3 separate regions of the Mus musculus genome follow, and all the other regions are linked to region 1. A link is a contact called in public Micro-C and promoter capture Hi-C data. All regions are on one chromosome and are shown on one strand. Each heading gives the region's core, a stretch centred on a gene start, on an enhancer-like site or on the middle of the called end of the contact. The rest is flanking DNA. Distances are from core to core; before and after follow the strand shown.

Evidence for each region. Promoter capture Hi-C pulls out the DNA fragments that hold promoters and counts their contacts. Hi-C and Micro-C count contacts between places; a contact is called where the count stands out from the background.
Region 2: a contact with region 1 is called in a Micro-C map of embryonic stem cells, with 3 times the contacts expected there. The contact joins the promoter of Hsd11b2 here to the promoter of Gfod2 in region 1. A contact is called at or near these places in 3 of 39 promoter capture datasets (the 3T3-L1 cell line, hippocampal neurons and pre-B cells), 1 of 484 Hi-C or Micro-C datasets (embryonic stem cells) and 1 of 9 other capture datasets (pancreatic islet).
Region 3: a contact with region 1 is called in a promoter capture Hi-C map of pre-B cells, with 3 times the contacts expected there. The contact joins the promoter of Ripor1 here to the promoter of Gfod2 in region 1. A contact is called at or near these places in 6 of 39 promoter capture datasets (3T3-L1-derived adipocytes, the C10 cell line, the HPC-7 cell line and 3 more), 1 of 15 datasets of contacts at CTCF or cohesin (CD8 T cells), 3 of 484 Hi-C or Micro-C datasets (B cells, CD8 T cells and embryonic stem cells), 7 of 115 datasets of contacts at active chromatin or transcription factors (the 230-238 cell line, the SCID.adh cell line, bone marrow-derived macrophages and 2 more) and 4 of 9 other capture datasets (adipose tissue, liver, macrophages and 1 more).

What each region holds. Positions count from the first base shown.
Region 1 is chr8:105,756,986-105,760,816 of GRCm38.p6, reverse strand. Gfod2 (glucose-fructose oxidoreductase domain containing 2) reads left to right here and starts at 2,210. Exons shown (of 3, transcript NM_027469.5): 1 at 2,210-2,363.
Region 2 is chr8:105,517,149-105,520,979 of GRCm38.p6, reverse strand. Hsd11b2 (hydroxysteroid 11-beta dehydrogenase 2) reads right to left here and starts at 2,234. Exons shown (of 5, transcript NM_008289.2): 1 at 1,851-2,234. The coding sequence starts at 2,115.
Region 3 is chr8:105,603,025-105,606,855 of GRCm38.p6, reverse strand. Ripor1 (RHO family interacting cell polarization regulator 1) reads right to left here and starts at 1,627. Exons shown (of 22, transcript NM_001081241.2): 1 at 1,506-1,627.

The sequences.
Region 1 (3,831 bases), core at 961-3,460:
TGGGTCTCCTGAATCCTCAAAACCAGGGCTTTGTGCAGAAAATGGATACAGTAAATTATGCTGATGTCAACCATGAGGTAAGACTACAAAGATAAAGGTGCTAACTAGGGTGTGACTCGTAGCCCACAGGGAAAAATGAGGGTTAGAAGTACTCAGGAGAAAAATGTTGGCACAATATGGGTAATTGGTGAATAAACAAGCTTTGATTAGAACAACTATGATGGTTAATAATGTTACAAGAAAAGCTGGTCAGTGGTGGCACACGCCTTTAATCCCAGTACTTGGGAGGCAGAGGCAGGCAGATTTCTGAGTTTGAGGCCAGCCTGGGCTACAAAGTGAGTGCCAAGACAGCCAAGGCTACACAGAGAAACTCTGTCTCAAAAAAAAAAAAAATAAAATAAAATAAAATAAAAAATGTTACAAAAAGAAAAAGGAAGCAGGTGGTGGCTAAGTTACTGGAGGTAGGTTTACTGAAGGTGATATGTTCTTAGAAAAGGTTTGCTTTTATTTTTGTTTTGTTTGGTTTTGTTTTTTTTTGTTTTTGATAGGGTTTCTCTGTGTAGCCCTGGCTGTCCTGGAACTCACTCTGTAGACAAGGCTGGCCTCGAACTCAGAAATTCACCTGCCGCTGCCTCCCAAGTGCTGGGATTAAAGGTGTGCGCCACCACCCACCACCGCCCAGCCAGCTACAATTCTTAAGGAAGAGTTAATGAGGAAGAAATGGGAAATCAGATAAGTAACTTTTGGTAGACACAACTGGAGTTGTATGCAAATGACGTCTACTGGGTAGAGGCCAAGGATACTGTTAAGCATCCTATAGCAAAAGGCTCTAGCCAACAAAAAACTATCATGCTTCAAATGACAGTAGTATCCCTACTGAAAAACCTTGATCTAAGAATTACCATGGTCAAGAAATAAAAAAAAGTACATCCAATTTTTAAAAAAGATATTTTTATTTATACAAGTACATTGTTGTTGTCTTCAGACACACCAGAAGAGTGTATCAGATCCCATTACAGATGGCTGTGAGCCACCATGTGGTTGCTGGGAACTGAACCCTGGTCTTCTGCAAGAGCAGTCAGTGTTCTTAACCACTGAGCCACCTCTCCAGCCCAGCACATCCACTTTTTATTTTTAACTCTGATCCTTTGTCTCCAATGGACAGGAGACAAAGGCCCATTTGAAGAAGAGGATTCAAAGTTAAGATTTTGTTTCACTCTGGAAGTTGCCAGGGGTAGAGACAAAGTGGTAATGGTGGCAAGTCCTACAACTGATAAAGGGTCACAGAACCCCCTCAGGTCAGCAGGCATAGTCTATCTCTCCAGCTTGCTGTGGGATGAGGACTGGGAGCCTCCCTTTTTGCAACTAAGAAGTAACCAAGAGAGTCTTCCCACACACATACATAAACAAAAAACCAACCCAGTCACATTCTACAGAGCCAATTTCACACTGAAGTCAACCGGCTTCACTGTAAAACTAAGGCTGACCTCATTACAAGATGTATTTCCCTGGGAGAACACAGGCTCCATAAGGAGGTCAGGGGAACTTCAGATTACAGCCTAAAAGAGAAACGACGTTTAAAGAACAACTAAAGAACACCCAGAGAAAGAGACCAGACACCTGAGCAAACACGAAAGCCAATCTTTCCTGTCAAGAAATCTGACCAGGCCCGGCATGGTGGCGCACACCTTTAATCCCAGCACTTGGGAGGCAGAGGAAGAGGCAGAGGCAGGCGGATTTCTGAGTTCGAGGCTAGCCTGGTCTACAAGTGAGTTCCAGGACAGCCAGGGCTATACAGAGAAACACTGTCTCGAAAAAAAAACAAAAAACAAACAAACAAACTAAAAAAAAAAAAAAAAAAAAACGAACAAAAAAGAAATCCGACCAGTTGGAGATACCTGTGCTTCTACATAGGTCGTTGTCGAGACCTTCATTCCAGGAAACACTCTAAAGCATCTATCTACATTCTTGAGGCCGGTTGGCAAATCTGAGAGCGCCCGAAGCTGGAAGCACAGCTACCATCAACACATCTACCACCGAAAACTTGACAGCAATAGGCTCCCTGAAGGTTTCCCAAGCACCACCCCCAAGGCGCGAGCATGCGCAGCTCTTCATCCCGGCCCCGCCTCCCGCGGGTCCACCTCCCATCACTGAGCATGCGCTGTCCTCCTGCCGCCCCGCCCCTCCGTACCAGAGACCCCTGTTCCTTAGAAACCAGGCGGCGTGTTCCCGGTATCGGTGCTTTGGATTCCGGCGCGCGCGCATCCGCACTAGCCTCCCTCAGGGCAGGCGGACGGCCTCGGAAACCCCTCCGGATCCATGGTCTCTCGTGCAGCTCTGGGCGGGCAATGCCAGCATGCCAGGTGAGAGGCAGCCGGCGGCGGGCGAGGGTGAAAGAGGGCATGGCGCGGCCGGGAGCGGGCGCTGGCCCGGCCTCTGCCGCCGCCCGGCTCCGGAGGTTGGAAGCGAGTATACGCGGGGGCCCTGGCTGGAGGAGGGCTGTGCTAAATGCCAGTGTGTGCACGGCATTGAGTACGAGGTCGCTCCGAGGTTCGTTTTCTCCACCTCGGAGATGGGACCTGCTACATTCGGACGCAGAATTTTGGATCCTGTAAGGATCTTGCTTGAACCTAACCCATCCCCATAAAGATGTGAAACCCTAGGCTACCCCGCCCATTGCGGAGCAGATCACCCCATTACCTGAGTGAGGATGGGCGCTTTGTGGATGAGGATTTGTGAGGTGTGGACACTTCAGACAAAGGACTCGTCGCCTTACTAGCTATTGAAAAATGAGATTGCACTTGAGGCAGAAAGTATGTAAGAAACTGGTGTTCAGGTAAAAGCTTGAAAAAGGAACATCCTAGAAGCATTTGATTTACCCTGCCAGCCCTGCCTGAGTGCCTGGTTGGCCATGGCCTGCTTTTGTAGCTCAGGAAACAAACAAACAAACAAACGGATGGACTTGTGGAAACAAAAGATGAGATGAGGTGTTTCTGTCAGGGCTTTATTACAGCCCTGGTGAGGAAAGACATGCCTGGAGAGATGGGCATTGGTGAATGGCCATGAGGACAGTTTGCCTTCCGGACTGCCTCAGAATCTAAAGAACAGGACGGAAATGTAAAGGTATAAAATTGCGTTGGATAGACAGCAAGGAAGTTATCTTACACTTATGTTCCTTGCTCCCAGTGTCCTGCTAAGTAAAGAGTACATGAGAAAGAAATGAAAACCGGCCGCAGCACTAACTTTATGATTTGTGGCCACAAAGACTTTTTTATTTTTTCCCCCCTCGAGACAGGGTTTCTCTGTGTAGCCCGGGCTGTCCTGGAACTCACTCTGTAGACCAGGCTGGCCTCGAACTCAGAAATCCACCTGCCTCTGCCTCCTGAGTGCTGAGATTAAAGGCGTGTGCCACCACTGCCCGCGCACAAAGACTTCTTAATGGAAGACCATTCAGTTGAAAGAAACAGCCCGTATGATATGAAGTGGTAAAGAGAAGATGATTGTCTTTGAGTAGGGGAAGCTAGATTTGTTTGTGATAGGAAACTCACTTCCTCCTGAAAAACTACACCAGAGAACACAAAAGCTGCAGGACACCCATTTTACAGAAATCGAGAAAATTAACTCTTTAGGACTAGAATTGAAAACATGTTTTGGAGCCCAGAAGTGGAGATTTTTGTAGGCAGTTCTTTTGGTAGAATCTATATTTTATAGATAAAAATTCTGTTGTAAGGAATGTACTCTTATTATGTGTTGTCTCACTTTTCCTATAAAATTATTGGTCTGGGTCTAATCCTTTAATTATTCAATTTATTTATTGAGATTTGGCTTCAA
Region 2 (3,831 bases), core at 985-3,484, 240 kb after region 1:
TCTTGCTCACCTGTAAACCTGCCTGCATGTTCACACACGAGCTTGACCCCTGTCTCCCTTCAGCACGAAGACACATACATAATGCATGCACACAAGGTACCAAGTCACACAGCCCAGACATGACAGCATGGCTGAGCTTGTGGCCTAGGTTTGACAAACAATTCTTGGGCATTCTTGGGGAGGGATGAGTGTAGGCAGAAAGCGCAGTGTTCTTGGCAGGTGGGTCAAGAACCGGTCACTTAAGTGCTCTTGCTGCTTGGTGGTGACTCGGAAAACCCCAGAGTTTTCAGGCATCAGGAAGCTAGAAGCCAACTTCCAGTGCTTACACGGGAGTAGGCTGGGGCCAAATTCTCTTCTCCCAAACACTGAGGTTTGCAGAGATGGAAGGAGCCTGGGGCACAGAAAGCATCCCTCTTCTCACCTCTTGCTCAGGCTCAAGACTAGACCAGTAGCAAAGACCTGAGGTGAGATCTCAGGATGCCCCAGCTGTATCAGTAGAACCTGAAGTGGCATAGGATCTGGTGAAAGCCGCTCACACAGGACAGGAAGAGATCTGTTCCATGTTTGAAGGCAGAGCCTATAACGAGTCCCTGCTTCATTTCAAGGGAATTCAGTAGCTTTCCTTCCTCAGGCTCCTGAAAGGGGGGGGGGGGGGGGGCTTGCCGTGGCTTCACACTCACTCTGGAAGTCTCTTCCATATCACCTGAGTCCTACTCAACCTCCACCCTCTCTTCCGAAGCCATATCACCTTAGTGCAATCTGGTTTCTCACCTGACATTCGGGTCTCCTCCCAAGGAAACTTCACATCCCCCCCCCCCCCCAGCCAGACTGGTTATTGACTGTCCCCTTCCCAAACCGTGCTTATTTCTTTCTGTCTTAAACCTTTGTCTCACGCCCTTTCTAGGATCCAAGACACCTTTCAGATTCCACCTGTCACTACCCAACTCCCTCCAAGGTCCAGTTCAAGGATTTCCTCCTAAAGTCTCCCGGCCCTATCCTATCATGCAGACCACCCATAAAGGACCAAGACCTCCAAGAAGCCATGGTGGTTGGGGGAGAAACAGCTGCCCCTCCCCCCATGCAATGGACCAATGCCCCCTGGCCTTCCTCCCCCTCCCCATTTCCTGCTGGGTCTGCAGCCCCCCTCCCCTCCCCTTCCCTCCTGATGACAGATTTATTCCCTGCTCCAGACAAAGAAAGCACAGGCAGGCACTAGAGACACCTGAGTCCAGCTCTCTGAGGACCCTTTCCTGGGCACCCAGGGCTGGGCAGGATGAGGTGTTAGGTGTAGACTGCAGGCGGCTGCAGTTTTGGCAGTGGGTAGCTGGATCTAAGAAGCAGCTACTCTCCAGCTGCTGTGAACTCAGGCGGTTCTGAACTCCAAGGATTCCAGCCAGAGGAGGTCGGGGAGCAGAACTCACCATCTAAGCACTCTGCCCCCAGAGAATAGCAGATACTGTGTTCTAGTGATGTGGGGGATGTCAGGCAGAGTTCAAGAGATGGCATTATCCCCGTCTCGGGTCTTCTGAAGTCCCCTAAAGTACTGTCTTCTGCTCCACACCTGATCTCTTAAGGAGCTCAGCATAAACTAAGTTTCTCCTCTTTCAGTCACTAGTTTCCTTTGAGCACCTGCCCACTCTCTACTTTCTCACCAATAATCCTCGCGGTCGCAGGTAGTTAACCCAGACTTGGTGAGGTGCCCGGAGCTTCCTACTTGGCTCACTTTCTTGCGTTTAGAGAAGGACTCTTACGTCTGAGCTGCGGAGTTCCCCTTGATGGCGCCCAAGGGAAACCCTCTAGGTGTGCGGTCCCGCCCTCCAGCCTGGAGTCCCTGCGCTCTGCACACTCACCGGTGATGAGCACCGCGCGAGTGGCCACCGGCAGGCGAGGAGGGCGCGCTAGGCGGGACAACGCGATCCAGCCAGCACCAGCCAGCACCACGAGTGCCGCCGGCGGGGGCAGCAGGCGCTGGCACAGCCAGTCGAGAGCAGCCAGCAGGGCCAGTGCCGCCAACAACGGGCGGCCCAGACGCAGGTCTGAGCGCAGCAGCTGCAGCAGCGCGCGGGCAGCCACCAGCAGCCAGGCGCCGCCCGACGGCCAAGGCCAGCGCTCCATGACTTCGGGGCCGGGCTGGGGCGGGGCGGGGGCCTGGTTGGGGAGCGCCGAGAGGGACTCGAGGCTAGGACACGGAATGCAGAGGAACACCGGCCTGGGGTGGGAGGGATACTCGCTTTCTTTGCGGGGTCCTCGGACCCAGCTTATAAAGCGCCCTGGGGGCGGGGTTGGGGCGGTGCGAAGGCGGGGCTAGGGTGGGGCTTTCCTCCACTTCTATCTTAGCACCCCACGCCAGGCAGGTGCCCCCCCGCCCAGCCCCCCTGTCTAGATCCGTTTTCGAAGAAGCCGGAACAAAGTCCCCAAGTTGCATGAGGCGGAGCCGTCAGTCGCCAGCTTCGCCCGGGAAAGGGCCAGTCTGCCCAACCCTGTGCCTTACATCTCATTCACTCCTGTGCGCCTATTGGCATGCCAAGGACTCTGAGCCTCCGAGCTCAGGAGTGCACATCCTGCTCACGCTTCCTCAGGGATACTTAACACACACATACCACCAACATCAGCACCACCACCACCAACTTTCATTCAAGTATTCCACATTGCTGTGGCTGTGACTGCCATGACTTCCAGAACACTGCATGGAAGCAGCCAGAGTCTGCTGCCAGCCACACCCGCCCCCGCATGCAGTGCCAGGCATGGCCTTAGGTCCCTGGTACACACGCCCAAATGTGCACTCTCACCTGGGTAGTTCTCAGCCACAGCTAGGAGAGAAGGGGGGTTCTGTTTCACTTCATTTTCTTCCATAGTCTAGAACTGGGGATGGAGGGAGAGGAAGGAGGAGGAGGAGAGAGACATACATACAGAGAGACAGAAACACACAGAGAAAGACAGAGATGGAAAGGTCAATGAAGGCATCAAGGTCTCCTTTTTTCTTTAGCTTCATCTACCCCCTCCCCAGGAACCAGTTAATGGGAAGACCTGGGAGAAGGGTCAGGACAGGGTGGTCCCTGATCTGCTACACTGAGTCCCCAGGGGATGAATTAAGTAGTGTGTGGGTGCATTTCCCTCCCTGTGTGTATGAAGGTCCTTGTTTGTGTGTGGCCTGGCACCCTGCGCCACCCCCGTGTCTGGCAACCTGTGCCTAACATGCATGCCAGGGCTCTGGCAGGCACTGGGGGTTAAGTGCAGAGCGAGGAGCAAAGCCGAGCTGTGGAGATCCCTACGTCTGTGAACCCCCAGACCTTCCCCCCTTGACACACACACCTCCCCATTCCTCATCTCTATCCTTTCTAGGTCCTGAGAGGGTCATAGATTCCTTATCACAGCTCTCTGTCCTGCGGTTCATTCTCTTCCCTGTATCCAGAATCCGGTCCAGTGTTTCATGTAAACACTCAAAGCCCTCCCTTCCATCCGGGTGTGGGTTCCTGAAGAGCCAGTGAACTCTTCGGGAAGGAGCTGGTGTCCAGACTCTCTTGAGAGGAAGAACTCTGCATGAAGACCCCTGTTCCCCACTCAGAGTCACTCCTCTGTCCCCACTCAGAGTCACTCGTGTGTTTCCATCCACCCATCCTCTGTCTATAAATATGGACAATGGTGGAACCCTGGCCTGGGTGTCAGGACTTGCCTGAGTAAGCTGTGTGTCCCTGACCTTGGGTGTGTGGCTTTGAGTTCTTTTATATCTGTGTCTATGGGGTTCTATGCCCTGTGTCATGTATGACCTTATGTGTGCTTGCACATAAGTGTGTATGTGCTACGTGTGCTTCCTATAGCTTCTGTCTCCTC
Region 3 (3,831 bases), core at 378-2,877, 150 kb after region 1:
CCCTGTCTCCATGGCAACTGCCCCAAACCTAGTTGCTGACGTCATCTGGCAGCCGCCAACCAGAACTGCCACTGAAAAGGGGAGGGGGGCCTGCTATGGCCTAAGACCCCCACCCCACCCCGGAACCGGGTGGAGACTACTTAGTGGCCTCACTTCCTGCCAGCCTCCTCCCTGGTCAGCTGGTCACATTCCCTGTCCCGCCGCGTTCTGGGAGCTGGACAGCCTCCCCCGGCTAGGTCTGGCTAGGTCGCGAGTCCCAGCGGTGGCGGATTGGGAACGCTCTGACTCACTCTCGCCCTCCTCGCCTGGTTTTCCACCTAGGCAGATCCTAGTCCAAACGCCTTGTGCGCTCCCCTCCCTCCCACCCAAACCCAGGCCCAGGGACTGCTCATCTCGCTCTGCTGCCCACAGGGCCCAGGACTGTGTGGGAGGTAGACGAGGGAGCCTTGGCAGTCCTTGTCCGGCTGTAGTGCTCCCAACCCCCACTGTCAATACTAGAGAGGTGGATAGTGAATTCTTGCTTCTTCCCAACCCAGCTGTGTGACCTTGAAAATGCTGCTAACCTCTCTGGCCCAGTATTTACATCTGCCAGATGGTCATACACCTTCTCAGAAGGCTGCATGTCAGTCGAATGTGCAGGTCCAAGACGCACGCAGCCACATAGACGGTGGCCAGGACACCGTTATTATTGTATTAGATTTTACACACGAGACCAGCCTGCACGCACATCAGAAATGATTTGGAAGGGCCGGTAAGAGAGGTCACACTCAGACTTAACTTAAGATAGGAGGACAGAGGGTCCTAAAAGCTGACATAGCCGGGGCTCTAGCCCTGGTTGAACAACCCCTTCCCCAAACCAGTTCTACAGGATGCTTAGTTCTGACTGTTTGCTGAGTCCCCATAGCAGCTTCCATTTCCAGGGACAGGGTCTGTCGACCGCCGCCAAAACGACCTTCTCCAGCTTCAGCTTCGGTTTGGGTGGAGAGTGTGGCCTCGGGCAAATTCAGTCTTCAGTCACCTCGGGCCTGGCCCCAAAGCAGCTTAGGTCGACCAGGGCCAGGAACACTAGCTAGCTCATCTAGGGGGTCTCCTGCACCCTGTCGCCCCGTTCCCATTCCCAGATCAGCCTCTGCCGCACCGCAGGCTCCAGGATAAAGCCAATCCCAGGCCCAGAAAGGCGTCTCAGGCTCGCCCTCGGGCCTGCCCACAGTGGAGCCCCGGGGCACTGCCGTGGCGGCCTGGGCGCGGAAGGGAAGGGAGGAGGCGGCGGGCGCGGCAGAGCCGGAGGCGGCGGCTTTTGTGGGGCGAAGCTGCGTTCTCCGTGCCCGGGGTGGGGGTGGGGGTGGGGAGAAAAGACACGGCGCGATCCGGGTCGCGAGAACGGGGTGAGGCGGGACCCGGTCGCAAGTCCGGGAGCCGATGGGCGGCGCGGGTGCAGGACGCACGGGATCCACAGCTCGCCCCTTCTCCCCGCCACGGCCTTAGGAAACGGCGCGGACACTCACATGGCTGCGCTGGGCTGCAAGGACCTCGCGCTGTCGGTACTCTCGGCGTTGCCCGGCCTGCTCGCGCTGCAGCTGCCGCTGTCGCCGCGGCCGGCGCCTGCCCCTCCCTCCTCTCCGCCGCCCCGCCCCGCCCCTCTGGGCCCCACCTCCTGCGCTCCCCTCCGGCTCCCGCACCCCGAAGGGGCGCCCACAGCTCGCTCCGCCTTCGCGAGTTACCCGGCAGAGTGGTCTGCCTACCGTGTCAACCAGCTTGTGGAAAGGGAGAGCGAAGGGAGAGCGAAGGTGTCTGCGGGAACCGGACAGCTTCCTGGGAACTGCATGCAGACCTTAAATCTGGGGTAGGGGGCGCTAGGGAACCCCTCCTACTTGCCTCTTACCCAGATCTCTGCAGCTCTAAAGACCTCAGGCTCCCTTCCTGTCACCATAAACAGGTTCTTGGAGCTGACACGGAAAGTTGGGGTGGTTGGAGGAAGTGCTTAGGGTCTGGAGAGGCTTAGATAAGGGAACCAGAATCTGGCCTAACCGTCGCACACCTTCTGGGTTGAAGTTCTGCCCCTCATCCCTTCCCACTTTTTCAGCCAGCCTCAGTTTCCCGCTGTAGGATCAGAGAGCCTTTTCGACAACGTCTTCCTTATAAATAGGGCTCATAGCTAGGCCAGGCAAGCGTGTAACCACTCAGCGGGTACTGCTTTCTGGGGAGTTACAGATTTTGTTTCTGGGATATAAGTGACTAACCTGGTAAGGTCTGGGTATGCGTACTGGGAACATACATTGGCCATGGGGGTCAAAGGCAAAAATGAGTTATGGTGTAACAGAGAGCTGGCCTGACCAACAAGCTGACTCCAATCCCCTACCCCTCCCATTATTAACCAGATGCTATTAGCTCTCTCCAACCCCCTGTCCCTATCCTCCACCTCTTGGCGTTCCTGTTTCCTGCAACATCTCATCTTTTGAGGTAGGTCAGGCATACTCAGGGGTGGTCTGATGGATTTTAAGAGGTGCCTGAATTTCTGAGCCTGACACTGATCCTGAGCGTAGGTCTCAACAACCCGATATGGTAGGATTCTGGAATACCAACATCTTCATCCCCCTAGGCTCTTTCCAGAGACACCCTCAGCCTCTTTCTCAACCCTCCAGGCTTTTCCCCCAGAACACTTGCTTGTTCCAGAGCCCTGGATGCCCTTGTGAATGCCCCCATCCCTTTCCCAGGATTTTTTTTTCTTTTAAACACAGGGTCTAACACTATGTAGCCCTGGCTGTTCTGGAACTCTCTCTGTAGAGCAGGCTGGCCTCAAACACCCAGAGATCACCCAGAGATCTACCTGCCTCTGCCTCCCAAGTGCTGGGATTAAAGGCATGCGCCACCACTGCCGGGCTCTTTTTTTTTATTTTTTATTTAATTTATTTAGTTTTATTTTATGTGCATTGGTGTTTTGCCTGCATGTATATCTGTGTGAGGATGTCAGATCCCCTGGTACTGGAATTACAATTGTGAGTGATTGGCCTGTGGGTGCTGGGAATTGAATCCAGGTTCTCTGGAAAAAACAGCCAATGTTTTGAACTGCGGAGCCATCTCTCCAGACCCCCCTCCCCAGAACTCTCAAAACTTGTCGTCCCTGGACCTCTGGCTAGCTCTAAAGCTTCCCCCTTCAGCAAAAGATTCTTCAAGTACTTTTTCGGCAGATGACCTCTTCTCTTTTTTTCTCGGTCAAGTTTCTGACCAACTCCTCTCAGACCTTGAATCAGGACCAGGTAGCAAGCAAGCCACCTGCATGTAGGGAGGGGCCCTGTGCGTGAGTTAAGGAATCTGACTGTGGTATCTAAGCATTTTAGTGCAGAGATCAACACTGTCCTGGCTCCTAGTGGGAGTTTTGAAGGACAATTTGTTGAATGAAAGAGTGAACGAGCCAGTATCAGTAACCTGCTCTGTCAACCCTCCCTCCCCTCTCTTCTTGCCCCACCCCAAACTTCCATTCTTTTCTTGACTCTTCTGGGAATCAAATCCAGGAGCAAGTGCTCTCCTACTGAGCTACACTGTCTGTCTTTGGTCCACAGAGACGGGGCCTTGCTATGAGACCAGGCTAATCCCAAACTCACACTATTCCTACTTCTGCCTGCTACGTGCTAGGATTGAGGTTGTATGCCACTGTACCTGGTTCCTAGTCCTCCAGGCTGTGCACACTTGACATCTTTAAAATGCATTATCTCCTCTTCTCTCCCACATTACCAATGCTCTGTCATCCATCCATTCACCAGTGAATATTCCTGAGCACCAAGAGTTGGGAAATGTGCTGGTTGCTAGAGTGGCAATGGCTTAGAGCTGTCC